Regions from separate parts of the Mus musculus genome. Here all the other regions are linked to region 2. Evidence: chromatin contacts called from public promoter capture Hi-C data. All regions are on one chromosome and are shown on one strand. The core of a region is the stretch at or near the end of the contact, and the rest is flanking DNA. Distances in the headings are between cores, read along the strand shown.

The links. Promoter capture Hi-C pulls out the DNA fragments that hold promoters and counts their contacts.
Region 1: a contact with region 2 is called in a promoter capture Hi-C map of embryonic stem cells, with 2.1 times the contacts expected there. The contact joins the promoter of Zfp275 here to the promoter of Dusp9 in region 2. A contact is called at or near these places in 6 of 39 promoter capture datasets (the 3T3-L1 cell line, the SN4741 cell line, embryonic stem cells and 2 more), 1 of 484 Hi-C or Micro-C datasets (embryonic stem cells) and 2 of 115 datasets of contacts at active chromatin or transcription factors (astrocytes and large pre-B cells).
Region 3: a promoter capture Hi-C map of the SN4741 cell line shows a contact between it and region 2, with 3 times the contacts expected there. The contact joins the promoter of Irak1 here to the promoter of Dusp9 in region 2. A contact is called at or near these places in 1 of 39 promoter capture datasets (the SN4741 cell line) and 1 of 9 other capture datasets (adipose tissue).
Region 4: a promoter capture Hi-C map of embryonic stem cells shows a contact between it and region 2, with 5 times the contacts expected there. The contact joins the promoter of Arhgap4 here to the promoter of Dusp9 in region 2. A contact is called at or near these places in 4 of 39 promoter capture datasets (the SN4741 cell line, embryonic stem cells, hippocampal neurons and 1 more) and 1 of 9 other capture datasets (liver).

The regions. Positions count from the first base shown.
Region 1 is chrX:73,338,687-73,344,123 of GRCm38.p6, forward strand. It overlaps Zfp275 (zinc finger protein 275), which reads left to right and starts at 3,934. Exons shown (of 6, transcript NM_031494.2): 1 at 3,934-4,065.
Region 2 is chrX:73,636,667-73,642,039 of GRCm38.p6, forward strand. It overlaps Dusp9 (dual specificity phosphatase 9), which reads left to right and starts at 2,775. Exons shown (of 4, transcript NM_029352.3): 1 at 2,775-2,975; 2 at 3,527-4,138; 3 at 4,681-5,136. The coding sequence starts at 3,562.
Region 3 is chrX:74,020,138-74,025,580 of GRCm38.p6, forward strand. Irak1 (interleukin-1 receptor-associated kinase 1) reads right to left here and starts at 3,784. Exons shown (of 15, transcript NM_001177973.1): 1 at 3,473-3,784; 2 at 3,229-3,396; 3 at 2,929-3,060; 4 at 2,712-2,815; 5 at 2,336-2,527; 6 at 2,048-2,112; 7 at 1,712-1,826; 8 at 806-924; 9 at 191-398. The coding sequence starts at 3,608. Mir5132 (microRNA 5132) reads right to left here and starts at 3,461; the gene lies at 3,391-3,461. It overlaps Mir718 (microRNA 718), which reads right to left and starts at 3,799; the gene lies at 3,712-3,799.
Region 4 is chrX:73,908,920-73,914,016 of GRCm38.p6, forward strand. Arhgap4 (Rho GTPase activating protein 4) reads right to left here and starts at 2,379. Exons shown (of 22, transcript NM_138630.2): 1 at 2,244-2,379. The coding sequence starts at 2,310.

The DNA of each region.
Region 1 (5,437 bases), core at 2,684-5,183, 300 kb before region 2:
TGTGTCCATTTTATCTAACTTCTTAAATGATGGGTGTGAAACTTCTCATTATATGCCCTCTTTCTTCTCTTAATACCTACATGATCTGTGGTAATGTATTTCTCATTTCTGATACCAATGATTCCATATATCACTTTTTTCTTATTTAACCTTCCAAGGGTTATGTATGATTTGCTCATTTTATCCCCAGTTTGTCTTTTTCTATTTCTTTGATCTCTGCTCTCGTCTCTAATACCTCCTTACTTGTACTTACTTATGTTTCACTTACTTTGCTATTCTTTTTTTCTAGTCTTGGTAGTGAGCTTCTGCCTCATAAAATGAAAAAAAAAAGACAACTATAAATCAACATGCTTTATGAACTCATACATAAAACATTCTAAAAAACATTTTTAGCAATGTGACTTTTAAAGTGTTAAAGGGTTGCACACCATGACGAAAGTTGCTCAAGGAAATACAAATCAAAATGTAATTCAATTTATTAACAAATGAAGAAAGGAAGAACTGGATAATTAGCTCAGTAATTGCAACATAAACATTTGAGAAACTCCAACATCCACTGCAGATTTTTTTTATTTATTACATATTTTCCTCAATTACATTTCCAATGCTATCCCAAAAGTCCCCCATACCCTCCCCCCACTTCCCTACCCACCCATTCCCATTTTTTTTGGCCCCGGCATTCCCCTGTACTGGGGCATATAAAGTTTGTGTGTCCAATGGGCCTCTCTTTCCAGTGATGGCCGATTAGGTCATCTTTTGATACATATGTAGTTACAGAGACAAAGTTTGGAGCTGTGACAAAAGGATGGACCATCTAGAGACTGCCATATCTAGGGATCCACCCCATAATCAGCTTCCAAACGCTGACACCATTGCATACACTAGCAAGATTTTGCTGAAAGGACCCAGATATAGGTGTCTCTTGTGAGACTATGCCGGGGCCTAGCAAACACAGAAGTGGATGCTCACAGTCAGCTATTGGATGGATCACAGGGCCCCCAATGGAGGAGCTAGAGAAAATACCCAAGGAGCTGAAGAGGTCTGCAATCCTACAGGTGGAACAACTATAATATCCAAGGAGCTAAAGAGATCTGCAACCCTGTAGGTGCAACAACATTATGAACTAACCAGTACCACTGCAGATTTTTTAAAAAGATTTATTGTTATATGTAAGTACACTGTAGCTGTCTTCAGACACCCCAGAAGAGAGCATCAGATCCCATTACAAATGGTTGTGAGTCACCATGTGGTTGCTGGGATTTGAACTCAGGACCTCTGCTCGCCCTGGCCCAAAGATTTATTTCTTATTATATGTAAGTACACTGTAGTTATCTTAGGGCGTCAGATCTCATTACATATGGTTGTGTGCCACCATGTGGTTGCTGGGATTCGAACTCAGGACCTTTGGAAGAGCAGTTAGTGCTTTGCTTTTAGCTGCTGTGCCATCTCTCCAGCCCCACTGCAGATTTTTTAAAGAATTATTTTAAACTCCCAGAAAACAAGATGGCAAACTTCTTAACATGCCAATGAATAGCTGTGAGAAACTCTTAAGTCATAGCATGCTTAAGATCAAAAGGTGGATGCTTTCTTTCCAAAATCAGGATGTCTACTCTCATACCTTTTGTTCAATATTTTATTGGAGATGATAGCAAGAAAAATTAGCAACAAACAAACATCTTTGATTCATGTAGCATCTCTTGAAATTCTCACTTCTTAATATATTAGATCAAATTGACAATTTCTGGACTGTTTTATTGTAGACGCACAACAGACTAAGAATATCATCACATTGTTGACTGAAGCCACCAAACAGGGTACAATGTACAACTCTAGGAAATACAAACAACTTTGGGAACACTAAGCAAATCATTGGCTACCTGGCCATAGTGGAGAAGGAGAAAGTGATTAGCAGGGGCTGACGAAACTTTGAGGATAATAGAAACACTATTGACCTCATTTAGATGAAGACTTCATAGTTGCATGCATGTTTATGAAACCTTACCGAAGTATGGTGCTTAAATCACAGTTCAATTACCGTAGTTTAAACATGCAATTTCTTGTATGTCAAATTCCAGCACATATGGTTTAATTTTCAAACACACACACACACACACACACAAAACTGTGTAGAGTTAGGCAAATGATTTGAGCAGCCACATTACAAAGAAAGATACAGAAATGAGCACTTCAAACATAAAACATATTTAATGTAATTAGTCATCAAGGAAATGATCACAGAAATCACTCACACCCACTTGAATGGATAAAAATAAAGGCTGGCAACCCAAATGTTGATGAGGATGAGAAATAAAATGAACTCTCACACATTTCTGGTAGGAGTCTCAATTGTGTATCCACTTTGAAAAACATTCTGGCAGTTGCTAATAATACATACAACTACCCTATTATGTAGCAAATTCTCCCTTTCAGGTTTTTACTCCAGAAAAAAAAAACAAAGCATATGTTCACTCAGAAATATACACCACTGTTCATATAGTGAATAACAATTCCAATTAGGAACAGCCCACATGGTAAAGTACAATGGCAAATGACTCAGCAATGAAAGGAAAGGAAATATATTTCAGCAATATAGAGGAATTCCAAAAGCATCAGAGTAAAGGAAAGAATTCAGACAGAGTAGTAGATAATAGTACATACTATATATTTCATTCCCATGCAACAGGAATTAATTACTCAAATAGGCTGTCGATAGTGAGAAATTTTAGAATAGTGGCGTTCCTGTGGAATTGTGCTGAAATAGGATGTGTGCAATGGGACTGGAAATTTTCCAGACTTCTCATCATGGTTTGTGTCTGGAGGGGGGTTTAGGAAAGGTATTTGTCAAAACTTACCATATAGATTTATACATTTTACTGATAGCAAATTTTGTCTCAGAAAATTAAAAGGACAGTAAAAAAAAAAGTGGACTTCTCGTTTTTGACATGGGTACTGGGAAGTGAAGTTCCTCACAGGTCCTCAGGTTTGCAAGACAAGTACTCTACAGGCTGAGTTATCTCTCCAGCACCAGACTTTCCTTTCTTACACTGGATATGTCAAAATTATAGATGTTTATCTTTGATGTTGCTTTTGCCCACAGATACTGCAGTGTCACAGAAGCATACACACACACACACACACACACACACACCTCCACACCTCCTGGTCATTCCAAACATCACCTGGATGGATACTGAGTGAAGTTCTCATCACTCTTCTCGGGGCGGGAGATGTTGTATTGATCTTTGTTTATTAGTGCCTCCCTCGGGAAACCAGACAGTATATTTAAGAAAACAGTTACTTGTGCTGCCAAGGATGCACAAATGCAAAGCAGTGAAGTTGAATTGGCAGCTGCTTACAACACATCTGAACCAAGACGCTTGTTTTGGGATTCATGGTATAAACTGCCATTCTGAAATTCAGGTTACTGTTTATTTATTGCTGTGTGGTCCCTAATACGCTTACAGTACTCTCACAGGAGCTCTGGAGTGCCTGGTGTGTGGCTCTTAAGATAGGCATTAGGGTCTAGTTTTGTTCACTGTTGTATTCTTGATGTCTGGCATAGACAGGGCTCAGGTCTGACTTTAAGAAGGACTCCGACCCCTGCACTCTTTTCTTGAGTGCCCTCCTCCAGCCCTACCATCATTCTAAAGGCCCTGGCCTTGTCAATTTCTTCATTGTCTTCACCACTAACAATTTATTTTGCTCATTTATTTATTCATTATTTGTTTTTACATTCGTTCCACACTCATCACTTAGGATTCATGAGTTTTACTCCCCTAGTCTCATCTATCCCACCTCCTCTCCTCACCCCGCCCCAGACATGCCCCCTTCTGTCCCACCCCCCTCTCAGGCCAATCGCAGCCGACAGGCCGGGCGGGACCGAGGCCGAGGCGGGGCTTCGATCTCAGTACCCCAGGCGGCGCCCCCGGCTCCGGAAACGCGCTGCCGGGCTTCTGGGCTCCGCCAGGCACTGGCGGCTCCGTGGCGCTTCCTGCCACGCCGGGCCTGCTTACAACGCGCCCGCTCTTCTTCTGCAAGGGCCCAGAGTCAGGCGCCGTGGGCCGGGTGAGCGTGCGGACTATGGGAGGGATGTGCAGCTCGAGTGATCATGAGATTGTGTGCGTGAGCAAGGATGTGTGGCCGAGAGAGCGTGTGGGGCGGCAGGAGGCTGTGCTGGGAGGCCTGTGTGAATGCGTGGACCACGGAAGAATATAAGGGGAAGGGAGCGTTTCGTAGAGTGGGATGCTGCTGGGCCTTGGAGCAAACCAGGGGTCAAAAGAAAAGGTCTTTGGCGGTGGGTGGGCATGGCGAGGCCCGGAGGCCTTCTAGTGCAGGGCTGGGGGCAGCGGTCCAAGGCGGGAATCGCGGATGTGTTGAGGCCTGTGTTGCTCTTTGGAGGATGCTAAGCACTGGGGACGGGTCAGGAGCTGGGGGTGGACACACACACACAGCCCCCAGCGACTCGGAGTCCTTGGGGCTGTCTTTAGGGCTGAAGGGACTTTCCCCTAGTGTGGGGGGAGGGGTTGGGCCTCTGGGGCCCTGAAGAAGGATCTGCTTAGGGGCTGGGGGGAGGGGAATCTACCTTTCCATTTGAGTGGTGACTGCACGGGAGCAGGTACGTTTCCTGGGGCAGAAATTTGGGGGTGTAGAAGGGAATTCTCGCCAGATGAAGAGACCTTTTAAGGTGGCCCTCCTTGGAACCACATTTTCTGGCACCACTCCATTGCCCCCTTCTAAACTCCTTTGCTGGTTGCTCCAGTCTATATTTGGGTGATTAATTACATGTCTTTTTTTACACACATGCATACTCCCACTTGCCTGCTGCCCAAAGCCCATGGTCCTTTTCAGTGCCCCCACCCCCATTTCTGGCGCTCTTCCCAGAGGGCTCACCCTGTGCAGCTGATACCCTCTAACCAGATTTGGACTCAGAGGCAGGCAACCCTCTCCAGTCTCCTTGGTCAATGGAACATTTCTTCTTAAATCTCGGTCTCTACATTTTCCTTTAGGAGAAAATTTCAAATGGGGCTAATGGAATAGTACCTCTCCTGGTAGGACTTACCTTACCTTACCCCCTCTCCCATTGGACATTATTATAGAAACAACATTCAGTGTCTGACAGTCTGGTCCATTGCCCCATAGTGGCCTTGAATCTGTATTTAGAATCACATAGAGCAGTGATTTCTAGCCTCCTGTTAATGATAGACCCCTTGGAAAAATCAGCTAAATAGTGTGAGTTCTCTTGTCAGAAATCTAACCACCAGCATAGCCTGAGAAGGAAGTTCCTGGGTAGGAAAGCTGTCTGATATGAGATGTGGGGGCGTATCCAAATTCTAAACAGGTTCAATCTATGTCTGCATGTTGAAAGATAGTAATTCTGTACAGCCACCCAGACCTGTGGCTCTACCACTAGAATTTTCACTGAATCATTAGCCTGGTT
Region 2 (5,373 bases), core at 1,525-4,024:
TGCCTCCCTAAAAGGCCTTGAGATTCCCCAGAAACTGATTTGACCTCTTCTCTAAGAAATAAAGAAGGCACTTGAGGCTCAAGGTACAGTACTTAGATGTGGAGGCAAGGGGCCGCGGGGGTGGAAGAAGAGAAGAGAAGAGGAGAGAGAGAGAGAGAGATTGGAGGCCTAGCTGGGACCAAAGGGGTCCAGCGTATAGTGGGCTGTTTCTGTAAGACTCAACATACACTATGTGTATCCCAACCTGCGTGTATGCTTTATGGAGTGCTATGTGTGCACGTGTGCTTGTGAGTGTCTGGGAGGAGTGTGTGCTAGGTGGAAGGAGAAAGCAGGAGCAGCACCCTCCTGGGCTCCTCCGGGCAACAATTAGTTTCATTCATTCATGCCTTCTTTGTTAATGAGCATTTCTTCTGCAAGCACCCGGAGCGTGTACTAGTCCCTCACTGGGGAGTCTCAGGTCAGCTTGGGACTGGGCACACACCGGTTCCTGCCTTGGAGGAGCTCTCAGTCCCGCGAGGAGCTCTACTAGGAAAATCATAAGGCCATTCTCAGCGGAAAGTGGGTTTTATGGAAAAGACACTGCATTTGGTCGAAACGTTGTCTCTGGGAGTTGCGCTACGGGCCATGTGACCGGGTAGCGACAACTGAAATCCTGCCACTGGGCCGGGCGGGAATCGCGCATTTTGCTGCGAGCAGTGCCGTTCGGGCATCTGGGGGACCTGAGAGCGCCCACAGCACGCAGTGGACCTGGTGGGGGGAGGTTCGTTGGGCTGGCCAGTCGGAAGCCCTGGGGCCCCCAGCGTGGGCGACAGTGGGCTCACCGCCCACCCTGAGGCGAGTGATGAGTGCTTCGCCTGACTCCACCCGCCAAAGTGGGACGGGAAGGGCCCCACGTGCAGCAGCCTTCCCCAAATCCTGTCCGCCTGAGAATCCAGAAGCAGGAGAGGGGCGGGGCCAGAGCTCCAGCAGAGGCTGCGGGGCAGGGGGGGGAGGTGTTAGTAGAGGCAGGCGAGGGGAGGCCTTGGCTGCACCGAACCCTGCAGTGCGGGGGTGGCAACAGGTTCCCATTTGTCCAGTTTGCTGGCACTGCAACGAGGCATGCGTTGGGCACTGAGCACTGACTTTGGAGACGGAGCATCAGTCATCCTCTCCTATCCTATGCTAGAATTGGGGCCTTGCCAGCAGGCGCCTGGGACTAGGTGTAGGGAAAATATTCTTCAGGTGTGGACAGGAGTGGAACGGGTTATTGATGCCTAGGCTCCCCGTACCTTCATGGAGAGGTGCCTCTCTCCCATGCTCATCCTCCAGGGCAGTTCCTATCACTTCCTCTAGAAAGCCTACTCCGGAGAGCACAGCTAGATTTCTGGGAATACCAGTATTTCCCTCTTGTTGGAGATCCTCCCTCCAAGTACACAACCTCCAGGATTGGGAGGGTAAGATACTGTCTCTTCAGCTGTCTGCATCCATGGCCTCATGCCACCACTAACTTGTCCACAACATAATCAAGCCCCAGTCAGCTCTTGCCAACACTTGGCGTTCTCATTTTGAGAACATTCTACTAATGTAGTGACTGGGAAGTATTTCCCTATTTTTTTGAATTGGCTTTCCTTCCATGCCTGAGCTTCAACCTTTCCCCATATATTCTTACCCCATCACATTCCTTCCTTTGGGCAGAGTATGCAGTCCTTGAGTTCCTTACCCATTTATCTACGGGGTCTTAACCCTTTGATTATTTTGTGCGAGCTTTATCTTATCTGTTGTGTGTTTTCCTTTAAAACTGTTATTTGCTTTTCTTGGGCTTTTAGCAGAGAAAGGACACATGGCCAGATGGGGCTTTTTTAGAAGCCTCCCCTGCCTCTCCTTTCATTGTCAGCACTTATCACCCCGATATCTGGTCCAGTGCCTTTGCTTATTGTTAGTGTGTCCTGCTGGACTAGAACACCCAGGCAAGGAGAGCCCTTGTGTGTCTTTCCTGTTCATCACCTGTCCAGTGGGCTGGCTGGAGGCCACCAGCCTTAGTGGACTGAATGGTGCTCTGGAATGGGGCAGGGTGGAGACACGCTGAAGTTTCAAAAACTGGGACAGTGACTTGTATAGTCATGACCACTAGAAAAGCCAGAAGGAGAATGGGGATGGGGACATATTGCAGTAAAACGACTTCTTTCCACGTGGATCCATCCAGGGGCTTATGGGAAAGAGGCTTTGGGGAGGCGCCCCTCTTCACCTGATAAGAGCACAGTGTCTCAGTTTAGAGTTGGGTGCTCGGAATTCTTGTGTACCTTTAGCTAGGCCTGTACAAATGAAGCCCAGATGGAAATAGCACACCCAGGAGCTGCCTTGTGCCTTCAGTTTTTTAGTGGCATCTCACAGTAAAATACATTAGAAGGCTCTGATTGGCCCATTATACAGATGGGGGCCATCTAGTTCCAGGTAGTTCAGCATTATTGAGTTGTTTGAGACAGTTTCTGGTTCTGGGGCTCTGGGCTTTTGTCCCCACCCCTCTTCCTGCTTCCAGGGACCAGACTGGCGCCAAGCAGGGGCAACTGCAACATGTCCCCTGCTGGGCCCCCGACCTGCCCTTGGCCTCTGCCCTGACCCTGTCCCGCCTGGGTGGAAGCCCTAGCTCAGCCTGCGGCTTGCAACTCCCACCAGGCTTTTCCTTAGCCCTGGTTGGCTCTCCTGCTCCCTGAGCCCGCCCCACCGCCCCGCCCCGTCCCGCCCCTTTGAGCTGCTACTTAGTCGGTCCGAAGGCAGAGCCTTCCAAGGTGGAATCTGGATTCTGCTGCCAGGAAGCGGCCGGCGCACGAGTGGCGCGAGGCTTGGCTTCCACGTGCGAGCCTGCTCCACCACCCCGCCCTCTCCGAGCGCCCAAGCCTGGGGGATCCGTCTCCATGAACGATACCTACGCCCTGCCGTGGCACTAGCTGTGGCCAGGACGTCCGGGTGCAGTCGCCTGCCTCTGGATCTCGCTCCAGGTCTCTCCTTTTGTTCTCTCCTGGGGTGGGTAGGAGTGGGGCCGAGTCAGCTCTTACGGGACTCGCCGAGGCCCACAACCTCGGTGACCCTCTTGTTCTCTGGGTCTTCCGGGCTTTAGAGGAGAGCCGGGCCTTGAACCCAACTTCTCCACACATCCAAAATTGAACTTGGGGAGTGATGGAGATCAGAGCAAATGAGAAAGTCAGAAAAGGGGTGTGGAGGGAACTGGTTTTAGTCCTCCTAGCACTTCAGAGACCGGTAGACGCCCAGCTATCTTCTGGGGTATGTCTCACGAAAACTCCATGTAAGCGGGGCAGGGAGCAGCGCCCAAGTGGCGGCAGCCTCGGGTCTTTTTCCAGGGGCGCCTTCCTTGGTGTTCTCACTGTGGGTGGAGCGCGAGGAGAGAAGCAGGCGGTAGAGGAATGTCCCTGCGGGGACACTGAAAGCCTGCCCTCAGGACAGGGGTTGACTTCCCGCCTCAGTAGCCTGATCCACGCTGCAGGAGTAGAGACAAACTTGCCCTCACTCCGCGCCTTGCCTCTCTCCACAGCACCCACTGCCCGACGTGCAGGACGCTGCGCGACCATGGAGAGTCTGAGTCGGTCATGCCTGTGGCTGCGTCAGGAGCTGTCGTCCCCGCGCCCACAGCTTCTGCTGCTGGACTGCCGCAGCCGGGAGCTGTATGAGTCGGCGCGCATCTGCGGGGCGCTGAGCGTGGCCCTGCCCTCGCTGATGCTGCGCCGCCTGCGGAGGGGGAGCATGTCGGTGCGGTCGCTCTTGCCTGGGCCACCACTGCAGCCTCCCCCACCGGCCCCTGTGCTCCTGTACGACCAGGGTAGCAGTGGCCAGTGCCATCGTGAAGCAGCGGAGGCTGAAGCGAAGGCCGAACCTAAGGCTGAAGCGGAGGCCGAACCTAAGGCTGAAGCGGAGGCCGAACCTAAGGCTGAAGCGGAGAACGAAGCGGAGGCTAAAGCGGAGGCCAAAGCGGAGGCCAAAGCGGAGGCTAAAGCGGAGGCCAAAGCGGAGGCCAAAGCGGAGGCCAAAGCGGAGGCTAAAGCGGAGGCCAAAGCGGAGGCCAAAGAAGAGTGGGATGCTGACTCGGTGCTGGGCGTCCTGCTCCAGAAGCTGCGGGAAGAAGGCTACCCAGCATACTACCTACAGGGTAAGTGAGGGTCAGTGGCCTGAGAGAGCACTCTGGAGAGGCCTCAGGTCAGGAGAAAAGATCCTTCTTTCCAAGGGGATTTCATAATTACTTTATCCTTCAGCAAACTCAATCTTATTTTGTCTAAAATATAGGGTAAGCGCCTCCCTCCTGATAACCTGCCCAACAGCTTTTGGGGAGGCAGAGCTGACCGTGACCTTGGGCAAGTCCTTCATCCCTCCAAGCCCATTTATAAGTCTGGATAATGGGGAGAATTGACCTGAAACAACCTGGTTCACAGGATAATGCCCCAAGACTAAGGGCTGCATTGGGCACTTATCAGCCAAAGAAACAGTCACTAATGCTGAGTGAGGGTGGATGGCTGTCTATAGCACAGCACATGTGGTTTAAACAAATCTGCTGGCTTATGCGTTCCCTTTGGCAATATCTGCAACCCCCACCCCGGAGAGCTGTGTGGTGTCAGCTCCCTAGCCCCAGCTAGGGATACTTGGCTGCCCAGAGGCTATATTAACTAGTAAGACCTCGCCCTTCTTTCCTGACAGGTGGCTTCAGCAAGTTCCAGGCCGAGTGTCCTCACCTGTGTGAAACCAGCTTCAGTGGTCGTGCCGGCTCAGGCCTGGGCTCAATGTCTAGCCCAGTGCCTGTGGTGGGGCTAGGTGGCCTGTGCTTGAGCTCTGATTTCTCTGATGCAGAGTCTGAGGCTGACCGTGACACCTTGAGCTGTGGCCTAGATTCTGAGAACACCACATCCCCTCCAGCTGGGCTGCTACCACCCTTCCCAGTCCAGATCCTGCCCAATCTCTACCTAGGCAGTGCTCGAGATTCAGCCAATTTGGAGAGCCTGGCCAAGCTTGGCATCCGCTATATCCTCAATGTCACCCCCAACCTTCCTAACCTCTTTGAGAAGAATGGTGACTTCCACTACAAGCAGATCCCCATCTCTGACCATTGGAGCCAGAATCTGTCCCAGTTCTTTCCGGAGGCCATTGCATTCATTGGTAAGTCCTCCCTACTTTGTCCCCCTGTCCCTCCCCCTCCACAATCTCCACCCACCAGACTGATTCTTGGCCTCTCGTCCTCCTGACTCCATTCCCAGAGCCCACGTGACACTTGGGGAGGTGGGGGTAGAGCTCAGGTCAACTGCCAGTGAGAGAGATCCTTCAGATATGGTCTCGGCAGGGTAGGGAGGCAGTGATGGTGATCCCAGAAATTCGTATAGCTTTGGTCTCACTCAT
Region 3 (5,443 bases), core at 2,534-5,033, 380 kb after region 2:
GCAAATTATGACCACAATTTAGTGCAAGGGAAGAGGGAGGTGTATGAGGCAGGGTGATCCCTAAGGCCAAAGCTATGCTAGCTCCCCACTAGGCTCACCTCTGCCTTAGGCCTAGAATTCTCTAGGCTTTCCTGACTTTACTTACTGGTGCTTTTCCCTCCCCAAGCCAACAGAAGGGCTGGTGGCTCACCACCCCAAAGCTGAAGGTATCGGTGTCCACAGCCAGTCGGCCTGTCTTGATGTACTCCTCAGGCAAGTAGGCGAGGGTACCTCGAACTGTGGAAGTCCGGGCCACAGTACTGCTCTGGCTTGCTTTGGCCCCCGCAAAGCGGCTGAAACGAGCCAGGCCAAAGTCTCCCAGCTTGGGCATCAGTCTCTCATCCAGAAGCACGTTAGAACTTGGAAACAAACGGAAGAATGGCACCAGTTCAGGTCCTACTACCTTTCTGTTTTTCTGTCCCCTACACCCAAATGGTCCTGATAAACTGGACTAGAGGCGTACTGCTTATGGAAAGTGGCTGCATTGCATCCCAGCTGTCTGAGGGCCCGCAGTCCCTGAGCCCCTTCACATTGTTTGGCTTCTGCTCACCACCGTGGCTTTATTTGTATACTTGCACCATGCAGGGGTACTCATAGCCCTAAGTACTCTCAGCTCTGAGGTCCCAGGCAACACCTGTTCCCATATTCACAGGACTGGGCAGGAAGAATATCACAGGGACACTCAGAACAGAGCTGTTCATTGAGCAGAGGGTCACTGTCTCCCTGGCCATATGACTTTCTATAGCTCTTCTGAGCCCCTCCTCACCTCTTGATGTCTCCATGGATAAGGCTGGGGCTATCCTGATGTAAAAACTGAATAGCCCGGGCTGTGCCCAGAAGAATGTCCAGTCGTTGAGGCCAGGAAAGTGGGGAGCAGGCCTGGGTCTGGAGTGACAAAGACAGAAGCACAGAGGCAGCTCAGGGCAGCTGTTCTTTGACCCCCCCCCCCCAAATTCCCCTCACCTGTCACTGTGCGGCTTGGGGCAAGCTTTATTCTGAGCCTCTGGAGAATGAGGAGTAAGACTGTCTATGACCTAATTCACGAGCAAGTGGTAGCTAAAGCTATACCGAAGGTTTTGGCAAGCACTCTACAGCTGGGATACCAGCTAGGAACATTTCACAGGACTCAAGACAAAATGTGATGGGCTCAGCTCTACCTAACAGAAAGTGCTGGTGCCCTTCTCCCTCTCCTCTCTCAAAACAGTTTGAGAAGGAAGCTCTTATCCTGTATATGTGGTGGCTTGTGAGTATGACATTCAGGCATGGCTCAAGCTTGGGTTCAGTCTGACAGCCTGTCTCCACTGGTCCTCATTCCTCAAGAGCTATATGTGGACTAAATACTAAATCCTTTAGCTACTCTGCTTGCAAAGCCAATAACTCCCAATAGAGGAACAGTGGGGAGAGGACAGAGGAAAGAATTGTATGGAAAATCTTGGGCCAAGCTGAGTGTAATGTAACTCTAGCATAGAGCAGGCTGACGCAGAAGAATTGCCAGCTTGAGGCTAGCCTGAGCTGGGTAGTGAGGTATTGTCTCAAACAATCAAGCCAGTAAAAAGGAAGAAAGAAAACCCTGGGCCAAATCTTGAGTTTGAGGGGGAGCCAGAAGCCCAAGTCCTGCCTGACACAGGCTAAGGGGCTATGCCAATAAAGGTGCCAGATCAGCAAGGACTACCTGAAGGTGGAGCTGATCCTCCAAGGAGCCATTGGGCAAGAAGCCATAAACAAGGCAGTATAAGCCACTCTCTGCACAGTAGCCAGCAAAGTCTACGATATTTGGGTGACGAAACCTGTTATAAAGAGTGGAGTCTGAGTTCTTTAATTTTCTGGGTTCTACTACTTTTCATCAGGCCAGGCTAGGTAGGCAGCACTTGATGTTCCCTCACCCATGCCAGGCCAGGCCTTGAGGGCCCAAGGGAGCCAGATCTTGTGTTGTGCAGTCCTAAAGACTGATGAGGCCGTGGTGTGGCTCACCTTGTGCCCCTAGACAGGAGGGACCCCCAAGGCTCACCTTGATAGCTGTTCCACCTCTGTTAAGAAGCTCTGTTTCACCATAGTCCACTCTAGGTCAGCTTCCTGTAGCCCCAGGCATGGTGGGGTAAGAGGTAGGGAAAGTAGGTGACATGAGCCAAGCTTGCCAGTTGTTTCCAGGCCCAAATCTATGGAAGGCTTGGGGTCCTTGAAGGAATTGCTTGGGGAGGCTGGAGACTGCAGAAGTGAGGGGCTGATGGAGGGAGGAACTAGACAAATAAGGACTGATAGATTGTCTTCCAGGTGTCTACCCCAATGTTACACCTACCTCCTTCAGTCTCTTCACAGCATATGTAGTATTTCTCATGACTGCTCGGTACACACATCCAAAACCACCCTCTCCAATCCTGAGTTCTTCAGAGAAGTTGCAGGTGCCTTGGGAAATCTCACAGAAGGGCCAGCAAAACGGGGAGGGATGGGCTCTTTGGAGGCCAGACACTGGGCTCTCTGGGCTTGACTGCTGGAAGAGACCATGGACCAGGCGAGGACCCTATCTATTCCCTTTGGTCCAGGTTGAAAGCTCCCTTCAACACTAGTTGTCTCTCAGATGACCTGGCTGTGCTGATTTGGGCTCTGTGGTACACCAAAGGTTAAGTTTCTTCCTCTTTGTCTGGAAAATTCCCTGGGGGTTAAGAGACACCTACCTTGGTGGAGGAAGGGGCTGAAGATGGTAGTGGTGGCCCGAGGGAAACAGGGAGTGGAACCTGGAGGAGCTCTGACTCAGAATGGGTCTGGGAGCCTGGAAAAGCTTCATAAAGATGGCAGTGAGAGGCAGAGACCAGCAGCAGTCTACAGCCATGTCAGCAGTCATGGTGGCCTTTTCCTCAGGCATATCAAGCCCAACACCCGGGTTCTTTTTACCTGGGGAGAGGAAGGTGGAGGCAGAGGACTGCAATTTCCGGGGGCTCCAGTCCCCGGCCTCAGAGCCTGCAGAGATGCTGCTGGGCCTTGGGGCAGCGGTGCTTGGGGGCACAACGGGGGCAGGAGGGTGCCCTGGGATAACAAGGAAGGAAAGGAGGGTTGTGACTCAGAGCTCTCTATCTCTAAGTGAAGGGGTGGGGGGGGGGGAGTTCCCATATGGTTCCCTGTCTCAGGAAACTCTGTACCCGTCACCCCTCTTGGGTTCCCATCCCTAGGGTCCCTGGGGCTATGCTCGCTCACAGGCTGTGATGATGTCCCTCGCACGCAGCAGCTGCAGGTGCGTGAGGATGTGAACGAGGTCAGCTACGCGCGCGTTGCGGTTGATCCAGGGCCACAGAACACTGGCTGTGCGCTGCTCGGAGCGCTCGCACAGCCGCAGCTCTGTCTGGTCGCGCACGATCAAGGCCGCTGCGGGATGGGGAACATCAGGCTTCAGCTCCAGAAGCCTGAGTCCACCACCCCACGCCGGCCTGCCGTCACCCACCGAACTGGCACCAGTCGGCGGGCTCCAGGGCGTCCATCACTTTGTAGAAGCGGCACATAACCCAGGGTGGCACCTCGTACAAGAAGTGCTGGGCGCCTGGAACCACAGGCTCCCCGGGGCCCGGCCCCCCGGCCATGGCCGCCGCCGCCGCCCCCGGGCCGAGGCCTCTCGGGGCCTCGGCGGGCGCGGGCCTTAGCGGGCCGGGTCCGCGGACACTGACTCACTTCCCCTTCAGGCCGGCCTCGTGCGACACCCGGCCGGGCGGAAGAGGCGGCGCTCGACCCGCCGCCATCTTGCCCTCCGCGGCCTTCCGCCACACGGGGGCGTCCCGCGCCGCCCTTGACGCGGGGAAGGAGCTCTGCTACGTAGGAGGGAGTCCCTAATGGGAGAACCGAGGTCTGTGGTCCTACACAAACATCTGAATAGGGCTGAACAGGATGAAGAATGACTTCCAGTTCTAGAGACAAAGGGCACGATGTTTTTACACGATGTTCTACAAAGGCAGTTTATGCCAAGCCTGGTGAAAGTCACGGAGAGGCTACCCTCGCTTTAGTTGGGGAGCAGTTTGAGAGCCAGCCAAATTGTTGGTCAGTCAGGGTTAAATATGGGTAACAAAATGGCCCTCTGGCAGACTGTAGTCATTTGGTGATAAGGATGGATGCCCTGAGAATGGTCTGGAAGAGTGTATACCATGCTACTGCTTGTGTGCTAGATCTCCATGCCCCCACCACGCCCCCAGGAACCTTCCAGCAGCTGGGCCAGCAAGTGTTAGATCACAGAATCTGCCTGTGCAGGATTCTAATTAGCTTTCCAACTAACACATTTATGTCTCTTAACATACACATGGTGTTCGGCTCTAAATGTCCCTTTCCTTTTTCTGTCACACTTTTATCTTAGTTTGCACTTCTCTCCATAAGGATAGTAGGGTCTAGCAGCTTCTCCTACCCCTTTCTAGAGTAGTTGTTGGTGATACCACCTGTTGTGACCTTTAGCCACATGAATGAGTGTCTCTTGCCTATTCCTCTACTGTTCTCCATTCAGGGTTTTCTTTGGCCTTTTTGGTCACTATGACACACATCTCAGCGCACACTACTTTCTCATTATGCTCTCTGAAGTCCTCTTCATATGAGTGCACTACTCTTAGCATTAGCCATTGCCACTCACCTGCACAGACTGTATGGCTTGGATAGTGCTCCCTGCTCAGGTGGTCTTCCTCAAGTACAAATCACTAAAGCCCAGCTCTTTAAAAGAGCTGTTAGGAAGATGGCATAGCCAGCCTCTGTCCACCCACCTGAACTTATATACACCAACAGCCTTAAGCCAGATAGAACTCTTTAGATGTTGGGCTTGGTGGTACACCCCTTTAATTCCTGCACCCAGAAAACAAAGGCAAGTGAATCTCTGTGAATTTGAGGTTAGCATGGTTTAAGTTCCAGGTCAGCCAGGGATACAAAGTGCAACCCTACCTCAGATCAAGACCAAACCTGAAAAAAACAAACAAACAAAAAACAAAACAAACAAAAAACCCAAACCCTGTTTAGTAGGTGTCCTGAAAAGAACTTATTCTGTTCTGAAATTGAGTTTGCATATACACCCCTGCTGTAGCCATTCCTGATAAGATTGAACATAAACAGCTGTGGGGAAAACTTCCTAAACCCAGCTCCTCTCTTGAACACACCTTGAGCTTGCTGGAGTTCTGTACCTCTAAACTTTTCTCACTTCTCACTGCCCAGGGATGATCCACAGGCAGCAACTTGGTATTCCTTGTTTGGCCAGCTGAAAGCATGCTTGTAAAGCGGCAGCTTTCTTCTCCTGACCAGTTTCCCCAACAAACACTTTTTGTCATATCAATCCTAACTACAAAGGGTTCTCTCTCACTAGCCTGACCTCTAAGGAACTTATAGTATGTCTTCAGAAAGGTCTACACAAGATCCATGGCTGGCTCCCACTGGGGCCTCTTCTTTGAAGCCA
Region 4 (5,097 bases), core at 1,129-3,628, 270 kb after region 2:
AAGTTAGGCAGATGGGAACTGGTGTGTATGTATGGAAACTCCTAACACCGAAGCCAATGCAAAGCAGAGCCCACAATACCAAGTGTTACTGCCACCAGTCTCCTGTCTCTGAAGTGGGCTGTGCCAGCCACTCGCTAGGATGAGTGCTGACTTCTATCGGGGAAATCTCCACTAAATGAGAATAACAGGGTTTAAAGAATGGCAATTAAAGTTCAAGTAGGGTCCCAAGAGGACCCAACAGGCCCTTCCTTACAGTGCCTGTCCTGTGTTCCAGAAGGGATGTGCTTGCTACTCATGGAGGGACCTATTAGAGCTGCACAATGCTGAGTGCACCAGCAGATCACACTATTGTGTGGATTCTCCAGTAACAGCAATAGCAGTTCTGCTTCCGAACATGCACACCAGCTGCTGTCAAAGAGCTATAGATTACAAGCCAACTGCATCTGAGGTCCACAGAAGGCAGGAAACTGCTGTTCCAAGACTCCAGGTTGTAGCAGAGCTTTCAGATCTCAGCTCAAAAAACCCTGATCCCCAACCAAGCTCTGGCCCTTGTCTAGCCCCAGTGTGCTCTTGGGACCTTGGTTGTCCTTTGTAGTGGCTATTATCATACATGAAATCAGCTGTGCACTTGGTTGTTTACTGCTTTTCTCTCCTCAGACCTGTGAACCTCAGAAGGGCAAGGACTGCTTCTCTCATATACAATAAGGGAGTCACAGAGGCTGCAGCAAAATAGATGTAGTAAAAAAAAAAAATCTGGGTGTGATGGCATATGCTTGTCATTCCTAGCCCTGGAAGTTTGAGGCAGGGGATGTTGCAAGTTCCAGGCCAGCCTGAATAAAATAATGAGTTCAATACTATCCTGCTGTACATACCAAGCTCCAATCCTACTCACACAAACAAACAAACAAACAGTTGACAAAAAAGAGTGAGAAATCCTGCATATTTGCATTGCAAAGCTGGGACCCAGGCCCCCTAGCACTTCCTGTGAGCCAGGCATTCACTCTCACTTCTGCTGACCAGCAAAGCAGAATGCATTGTCCTCCAAACCACGACTATGCGACCTTTTAGAAATTAGAGTGCCAAAACAGTGCCCCTGTTCCAGCATGATTGGAAGACTTTCTTTTGAGGGAGGCTGGTGAGAAATAATAGCCACAAAGGCTGAACACCCTGAGTGAGCAAGGGCCATTTAAAAGATATTCTAGGGCCAAACTCCAATTTCTCTTGATGGGAACTAACCGGCCTGTGTTTGCTGACTGAAGACATTTCAAGGTCCTTAGGCTTCAGGACATTTTGAGGAAGTAGGATGGAATCATTGTCTCCATCTGCTGGCTCACCCTCTGCAATCACCTCAAGCTGCCTCTGGACACCAAGATGAGGAGGTCTGGGTCAAACTTTCAAAGGCAGTTATGCTCTCCACTATAACAGCAACACATCATGAAGATACACTTTGTTATAAGTTGCTTGCACCAAATAAGTACATTGGAATTTCATCTACAGGTTGGAAAACTCCAAGGATCATATTATTTCTTCTCTTATGAGCCATTGTGCTCTGTGACAGGTAAGTCACTGTGTTTGTATCCAAAGTCTTTGGAAATAGGAAGAGAGCCAAGATATCTGGAAGCAACAAGCAAGTGGGGGTGGGGGTGGGGGTGAGGGAGGTTAGACACTGCCTCCTTTCCTGTGAAAGAGTTACCTACCACACCCTGAAGAAATGAAGCTGTCAGCAAAGAACTCACAAAGCTCATTTGCATGTGATTTGCATAGAAGTGTTTGCCCAAATCCAGAGGTCTAATAGCCTAAGGCTGTAAAGCCATCCCAGTTGAATTTCTCTAACCCATATTCAGTCTCCTAGCTTGACCCAAGACCAACCACCCTAAACCTGCAAGCTAATACAGTGCCAAAGGGAGGTGAAGGTGCTAAGAATTCATAGATTCTAGTGGTGTTAAGAGTGAGGTGTCAGGCTACCAACAAAGTCAAAGTGGCCCATTATACTCCAACTAGAAAGCCACCCTCTCAGTCTGTCCTTCCCTCGGGCTACCACAGTCATTGCTGCCTGAGTGAGCAACAGGCGACCCAAGTTGGCTAAGGAGGCGAGAGGGAGGGCTTGGGCAGGCAGTTGAGGCCAAAGAGGCTTCAAGAAGCAGGGCTTGGACTCCCTTCTCCACCCTGCTCCAGGCACCCCTGAGATCAGCAGCGGACACTTGGGGTCTCCCCTGTAAACCAGGACTAAAGCACCCTCTCACCTTTGACCTGTGCGTCATACTCAGGTTGTAGCCCCCGCTCCCGCCGCAACTTCCCGTGCGCCGCCATGGCCCAAGGCCGTTCGCGACTTCGAGTCCCAATGCTCCCACGCGGAAGCGAGGCGAGACCGCCAAGTGCAGGGACTAGGGGCGCCAAGGCCAGCACCCTCCGCGGGCCCCGCCCCGCCAGCCCCGCCCCCAGCACAGTCCCCGGAGGGGCGGGGCGACTTGGACCTGGCACTGCCCGGGTGGGCCTCTGAAAGTCTAGGCACCCCTTTTCAGGCTCATCTCTCTTGAGACAAGTTGCTCCTCTACCTAGATACCTTGAGCCCAAAGAGTCAACATAAAGCAGCAATGCAAGACAACCTCAACATGTCTGGGACCACCTGCTGCTGTTCCTCATTATCTGCAGAAACCTATCTGTGGTTCCCATTGTCAGACAACACCCCTATGGCCACTAGCCCTCAATACTAATGGACAATGGCACCATAGCTGCTCCAGGCTCCTAGGTGGTCTGCCTCTGAAGCCTTCCTGGACATCAGATGCCACCCTCCTTCCAGAGTCATAGCCCATAGTGAGGCCTATGGGAGTTCAGACAGCTGAATGGGAAGTTGTAGGCTTATGCTCTCCCTGGGCCCCCTGAGGGGGAGGGAGCGGGGTTCAGCTACAGTTCCCCTTCTACTCAGCCCCAAAGGAAAGAACTAGCCTCATTTCCCCATAGGTAGTTACCACTTCCTGCTGCCGGAAGAGATTATTTTTGTCTCTTTTCCCTTCCATCTTGCACCTGTAGGGACCTATACCAGTGGGGGCTTTGAACCAGCCTAGAAACAACTCCTACTGCCTCCTTTATCCAAGGATGATGGTGATTTTATTCACCCCCATCAACTCTAAGTCATAAGGCAAGATCTACTTATTAATTTGTCATGTTTTGTTTTGTCTCATTCACAAGGCTTCACTTTGTAGCCCTGGTTGGCTTTACACAATCCAGGCTGGACTCAAACTCTGCCTCTGTCCCAAGGGCTAGGATTGCATATGTGCACAACCACAGCAGGCTCTTCTAGTCAATTAGGAAGGCAGGAGGCAGGTGACAAGCCATCTGTCTTTAGTTCATTGGAGAGAAAGCCCTGGGGTATACAGACTGTGGGCGATAGGCAAGATAACTTACAAAACATGCTTGAAGGTACTAATACAAGGGCATCCACACCTGTACTTACATGCATGGATGTCAAAGTGCATGTGAGCACTTGTAAGCCTGACATGGAGATTTGGCAGGAGGGAAGACTGTTCTGGACTTTCAACTGTGTTCAATCTTTTTTTTTTTTTTTTAAGATTTATTTATTGTTATATGTGAGTACACTGTAGCTGTCTTCGACACACCAGAAGAGGGCATCAGATCACATCACTGATGGTTATGAGCCACCACGTGGTTGCTGGGATTTGAACTCAAGACCTTTGGAAGAGCAGTCAAAGCTCTTATCACTGAGCCATCTCACCAGCTTCAATCTTGGTTTTTTTTTGTTGTTGTTGTTTCGTTTTTGGTTTTTTTTTTTTTGGTTTTTCGAGACAGGGTTTCTCTGTGTAGCCCTGGCTGTCCTAGAACTCACTCTGTAGACCAGTTTGGCCTCGAACTCAGAAATCCACCTGCCTCTGCCTCCCAAGTTCAATCTTGTTCTTGATCTCCATTTGCTCCCAATACCAAAGCCCTTCTCTAAGATGCTGTTGGTGCTCACAGAACCTTGAAGAAATGGTCTAGAAGCTAGCTAAATGTTGGCAAGCCCAAGTCCTGGACTTCCAGAAGCTGGTCTCAGAAGTAGCAATGTTGGAATCTTCCACCAAGGTAAGCAAGCCTGTATCGTTCTCATAGCACATGAATGAACATCCATCCTTATGAACTTGCTTTGTCAGGACATTTATTTCAAGAGTGCCTCATACTAAAGTAAATCAGGCACCAATGCCTTTATTAGTTAAAGCAACCCACCCTACCTGTCTTCCCTTCTTTCTGACCCTTAACTAATCCTTAGAAGTCACCCATCCAAGCAGCAGAGCCAGACCAGGATTCAGGCACACAAGAAATGGCTACTGAACTAGCCTTCAAATATTCTTAGTCCTTAATCCAGAAATCTGAACGGTGCCCCATTCAGCCCTTTGCATGAAACTGAGTGAAAAGCAAAACAGAAAACTTAGTGACTGGCTGTTTTCGGGACACTTGCTTGGCATCTGAAGCCATGAGTGAAACTGCTTCTGTTCCTTTAGCTCTTGTTCCTTTTGTTTGGAAACAGGGTCTCACTATGTAGGTCTGGCTGTTCTGGAACTTACTATGGAGACCAGGCTGGCCTCAGTCTGCCTCTGCCTCCCAAGTGCTGGGATTAAAGACGTGTGCCAGCATACCTGGCCTGTTCCTTTTTGGCTTTTTTTTAAAAAAAAAAATGAGATTTCTTCATTTAATTTTATGTGTATATGTATGTGTAACTTGTATGTGTGCATCAGAATCTCCAGATTCTGGAATTACGGATGATCATGAACATCCATGTGGGTGCTGGGAATCAAACTCGATTCTCTACAAGAGCAACAAGTGCTCTTAACCACTGAACCATTTCCTCAGCACCCTTCTTGGCTTTTTGAGATAGGGGATCTTTCAGTAGCTCTGGTTAAACTAGAACTTACTATGTAGACCAAGCTAGCCTTGAACTTCTGCCTCTAAGTGCTGAGACGAAGCACAAAAAGCACTACCCCAGCTAACTAGCTCCAGTTTTGAGAATCTAAAAGCCTGAAGGACAGAGTGGGAGTGGGTGGGTGGTGGCTTAGAGGCAAGCCAGAGTTGCAGAGTGATTTCCAGGCTGCATGAAGCTATAGAGAC